Linked DNA regions of Anas platyrhynchos: region 1 is linked to region 2. The links are chromatin contacts, called in public Hi-C maps. All regions are on one chromosome and are shown on one strand. Each heading gives the region's core, a stretch centred on a gene start, on an enhancer-like site or on the middle of the called end of the contact. The rest is flanking DNA. Distances are from core to core; before and after follow the strand shown. Region 1 holds the start of CHCT1 (CHD1 helical C-terminal domain containing 1). Region 2 overlaps USP32 (ubiquitin specific peptidase 32).

Region 1 (2,700 bases), core at 100-2,599, 46 kb after region 2:
TACTGCTCTTGGTGCTCCTGTTTGCTGTGACCACGTTGCCCTTCAGCACCCTGACTTGAGAGCTGAGGACACAGGCTGTCAGCTTCCTGGTGTAAACTCTGGAGGTGAAAAGAAGAGGAGCTGCCTGCCACACTGGGGACTGGTGTCATGATTGCAGGCAAAAGAGAAGCACTGGCAACAGGTGCTGAGGAGCCAAGTGCACTTTCAACATCCCCTTCGCCAACAACACCTCCAACGCAGTCCTTGCAAAACCCCGAAGCTCACATAGGTAACGCTGATCAACGCTATCGTGACTCCTCCGCTCTGCTATGCAGTGACCTTGCCTCATGTTAAGTAACACATAACATACCTTAAAATCTTAGTATAGACTAAATAAGTCATAACATACCTCAGAGGGTCAAAGCAAACCTAGCTGCAACGTGCTAGGAGGTGATTGTCCTTGGCCTGCTCAGCGCCAACCCGTGTGAGGCTCCCATGTCAGTGAGCTGACAGTGAAACTTCAGATGTGGGGGTGGTGGAAAGCAAACAGAGGGAGAAACACCACCAACATCTTACGAGGCTTGTCTTAGCGGATTTTTGTCATTACTGAATTCAATCACAGGTAAAGGACTGAAAACAAGAACCTATCCAGCTTCAAGACCCCTCATCAGGACACGGTGGTTGCTCCACCAGAAGCATCCATCCTGCTGCTCTGAGCAGAGCCTGGGCCTCTTCATGCCGTGCCCAGGGGTCCTCAGGGAGAGAGACCCCATATGGCCCTCAGGATGACTCCTGGTGCCAGAAGCGACGTGGCACAGGAGCCCAGCTGAATCACAGCTGCAGCAATTACACTAATTGTCCAAGGGACAAAACAATTGCACTTGTCCAACTGGTCAGGGCATGACAGCAGCCTGACACATTTTCATTTGTGAAAGCATTTTGCCTTGAAGTAAGTTTCCAAAACAGATTCCACTCAACTTCAAGCCTTTCCAGTCTTCTTCCTGGGAAGAGCAATTTATTCGTGTTTTAAAACAGAGTTTCAAGAGATGCTACCCAGGAGAGCTGCATCTCGCTGTGGGTGGCTTCCACCACCACCTGTTAGGGAGATGCCCACAGATTTCCCTTACACTACAGTGGGAGTTGTGGTCTCTGCTCTAAGAAGCTCCATGCACAGCACCTGGGGGAAAACCCAGGGGTTTCAGCCCATTTCCTTAGAACCACAATTCAATGGCAGAGCTGATTGGGAGAGGTGACCGTGCCCTGCAGGACTGTCCCATTGTGACAGTGCCGTTCCGGGCAGCGCCCCAGCTGTTCCCATGGCTGGTGGAACTCGGAACCCGTATCCGGGCCCCCGGTTACCCCAGTGCGCTTTGGTTCAAACACAGCTCCCGTGGCAACTTCCCCTTCCCACCTGGTGCGAGCAGGAGGCGAGGGGTCTGTGTCCCATGGAGAATACGGGCAGCAGAACGGGGGCGGCTGAGGACAACCCGGCTGGGCAAGCCAAGGTGAGCAGGGGCAGGGGCACGGCGAGAGCAGAGCCCGGCCTCAGCATCACTTCTAAAACCTCTTCGTAAATCCAGTCCTAAACCAGAAGGGATCTTCCCAGGGAGCAGAGCACACACAAAATGGAAGAACTGCTCTTCCTACATGCTTTAAGAGGCACCATAAGCTTGTGTTTAAGTTGGTCGTACAATCATTGCTTTCCAAAAAAATGAGTGGAGAAGTTACCTACGGAAACATTGCTGCAGGGAAAACCTACACCCTGTGCGAGAGATAACTCCCCCTGGACCTGGGACATGCAAACCCAGTGGCTGAGGATTTTGCTTTGCTTTCCAGCCAGCTGTGCAGCTGTCCATAGAAGCTGTGCGTGGAGCAGCGCCGCGTTACACTGAGCCCACTGTAGCTGCGATTTCCACTTAGCAAGCGGATGCCAGCCCTTGTTTGATGGATGCTATTAGGAACGAGTGACCATTGTTTACCTTGTAATTTATTAGAGGTAGGGTTTCCAAAAGGGACTTACAGTAGGTGGCCAATTCTTATGGACTTCTAATTATAATTGAGTACCTAGCTTCATTAAGCACCTCTGAAAACTCAAGCTGAAACGCTTTTGGCAGGAAGAGAAATGCTTCTGAGCCTTATGATAGGGTTTGCCCTCAGCAATGTTTGTAGTAGAGGACGCAGGATTGGCACCAACAGGCGACTAACCTGCAGCTTTGGCACTTTGCAGGCCACCGAGGGGGATGCGGCTGGCAGCAGGGGCGAGGCAGCCCCCAGGACAGGCAGCTCGCACGCTGCGCCATGCAGGACCCCGCTCGTCAGCTACGCAGACGGCCTCGATCGGGACACCTTCAAAATTGTGAGATACTAAATAGACTTCAGTGGTAGAGAGAAAAAAAAAATCAGTGGTAACTCAGGTTGTTGAGAGAGAGCAAAAAGCAGGATACATCATCTTATTGCAGCTTTCCTCCATGTCTGGATGTTAACCTGATTGCTGTTTTCCAGTTAACTGGACATCACACTGAGTTAAACAGCCACCCGCACCAAAAATCACACTTTACATACACCACCAGGTTTTTGGAAACACAAACTGCAATCTTTATCATTTCACATGACACTTTGGTGGCGTGGTTCAGCAATATTACCGGCACCATGGCCCCAAAGCTCCATCTCACACCTCTGCCCTGCACGGGGACATCCTGCCCACCCGCTCCCACATCCTGC
Region 2 (2,700 bases), core at 1-2,500:
GATTTATTTATTTATTTTTACTACAAACCTCAGTTTCAGTATAAATAAACTTTCTGTGAAAAGCTTAGTAAAAATTGTACAGAAAAACATTCAATTTCATGTGAAAAAAATCTAAGCAAGCTCCTAGGTAACATTCAGAGGCACGGGGTAAAGCTTTCTTTGAATACCTAAGGTAAGGCAGACTTGACAAGGCTGGAAGTGTGGTGAGTCTCAGTTTGATACAGATTGAGAGATTTTTCTGAGGGCTGAAATCTGTAGAATTCAAGAATGTGTTTTCTTTCTTTCTTTCTTTCCTTCTTTCTTTCCTTCTTTCTTTCCTTCTTTCTTTCCTTCTTTCTTTCCTTCTTTCTTTCCTTCTTTCTCCTTTAAGCAAACATCTTTCTCTATCCCTGTCTATTAGACCTTGGCATGGTTTTCTGAAACCTCCATGTCTACTGCAATCTCTCCTGTAACCCTCATAAATTACTAGCCTATAAACTTCTAATTTAATCATGCATTTTCATTTCAGATGTTCTAAACAGAATTTCAATCCGTATTTAAAAACAGAAGAAAAAAACTATAAAAATTATACATAATTTTAAAGTAATCCACCTATTGAAGGGAGAAAATGCCATGCTCACATCAACAGAAAAATCTGAGTGCATAAAGTACACGCAGATTGTTCGAATCACTGACATCTCAACAGCAAAGACCCTTCTCCTAAGGGACACCGAGTCCCTCAGATGCTTTCCTGTAATGTATGCTCACATTACACTTGCACATCAAGTATAATTTGTCAGCTCTTTGTTTTTACATTTAATCTACAAAACAGCTGCTCCTCCTTTTGCAATAATATAGACATAAGGAAGCATTTGTTCTTTGGAGATCGTTCCTACATGCAAATCCTGAGGAGGCTTCTCTTTAGTTAATTTAGTTCCCTGACTACATCACATGCCAAGAATATTACTTATTTGACTGTAGAAAACAACCTAAGATGTAATACTTAGTTTTGAAACAAGCATTGTTATCAAAACCATCTCAATAGTTTTATGATCCACTACACCAGAAAAAGCAAATACAAAACCTGTATTACCATCAAGTCTCTTTAGATTAACATATTTGTCAGAGAAGACATTTTGCTTTTTTTTATTTTTTTAATTTGCCTGGTAGTCAACATCTACTATAAGAAATGCTGTAATCTCAATGCTGTTCTCTCAAAATAATGCCCCACTGTGTCCTTGTACATAACAATGTTTTACTTGTCACAGCACAAAAAGCAGAGAACAAATTAGCATGGAGAAGAAATGTATCTCGCTGAACAGAACTGCATGCATCTAATCAGAGCAGTAAGATTTAATGAACAACTGCAGCAAGGCAACAGTTTAAGTTTGTGAACTCTGAAATAGTTTTATGAAACGCACATAATAAGAAGCATCTTTTACTTACAGTGTGTGACTCCAGCCAGTGTTTGATAGAAGGTAGGAGTATCACTATCATCAGTGAGTGTCACATACACACCTCCAGACAGCAGCCAACGGGAAAATGTGAAAGCATCTTTGTTGTGCAATAGCCAAACCCTGAACTTCTCATAGTTTACCTTTTCACCCTATTAGAAAATAAGAAAACGTGACTGGTTTTCTCTCCTTTCTCGGTATCCGTAAACAGGAACCATCTAGCTGCAAGAACAAGAATTAGGACAATCTCCTAGAAAAACAAGTACTGAAATAATTTTTTGGAGCCATGCCTGTTTTTCTATTTCATTCTGAAATACAGCACAAGGAGGGAAATTAGACTCCTCAGCTCTCTGCATTTCAACCTCCTACTCAACGTGGCCTTTGGAAAGGCATTTACTCTGAACCTCAGGTTATGGGGATTAGAAGAAAAATGGTTTCTTACAACTCAGAACAACAGGGGTTATTTTTATGAATTTGAAGTTGTTATGACAGATAAAAGCTCTTTCGTGCTGACTAACAGGTGCTATAAAATCATAAGCATTATGTTACATCTGTGCAAGCACACAAACACCTAGCATAATTAGATTTGTGAATAACTAACAGTATGAGAAATCACTGCGGCAGCATAAAAAATTATGCTGCTGGTGACCAAAGAACACCTTGCAGCATGCAGGTAAACATGACATTCACAGCATCTCCTAACTCAGGTTTCTCTTGCTGGATGTCTCATGGAACTGCCTCTTCAGGAATATGTAAAAGCTATGGATTCACAGAGTTTAACTGCTGAAGAGGCTGTTTAAACCATTTAGCTGAACGGTTTTCAAGCTGTGGGTATGAAGCCATAGGGATCAGCAGACATTTCTTCACTGCCTAGAAAACTAACTACAATAAAGGCAAACCTATTATCAGTAGACAAACTAACTCATTATATGGAGGCCCTAATCTCCATGGTAAATAAACAGAGGTCTGGAAACTGGAAGAGGTTTCAAGCCATTGACTAGTTAAACTTCCCTAATATCACAGACCATTAAGCTTCACTGAATTACACCTCTACAGCATCCAACAATTTGCACCGGGGCGTGGACTATCTGCAAATGCCAATTGAAGAAAATGGTTAATCACCATTGCTGCTAAATCATTTGCTTCGTATTCCAGTTGTAATGGATTATTTCAGATTCCAGATACTGGCTCTTTTTATGCCTCTCTTCCCCACATTAGTGTTATATTTTTCTCCTATAAATGCATGCAGATATCATGATCAAATCGC

The links. A called contact is a pair of places that touch in the nucleus more often than the background predicts.
Region 1: a Hi-C map of skeletal muscle shows a contact between it and region 2, with 5 times the contacts expected there. The contact joins the promoter of CHCT1 here to the enhancer-like site in region 2. A contact is called at or near these places in 4 of 8 Hi-C or Micro-C datasets (liver, skeletal muscle and subcutaneous adipose tissue).

The regions. Positions count from the first base shown.
Region 1 is chr20:2,386,664-2,389,363 of IASCAAS_PekinDuck_T2T, forward strand. It overlaps CHCT1 (CHD1 helical C-terminal domain containing 1), which reads left to right and starts at 1,350. Exons shown (of 6, transcript XM_013094612.4): 1 at 1,350-1,484; 2 at 2,207-2,335. The coding sequence starts at 1,425.
Region 2 is chr20:2,340,356-2,343,055 of IASCAAS_PekinDuck_T2T, forward strand. USP32 (ubiquitin specific peptidase 32) reads right to left here. Exons shown (of 34, transcript XM_038165660.2): 5 at 1,426-1,585. Among named protein-coding and RNA genes, the nearest start is that of USP32, 31 kb to the right of the region's middle. Within about 2 kb of position 1,251, at least 1 of the 8 cell types and tissues checked has an H3K27ac peak or open chromatin away from gene starts, as enhancers often do.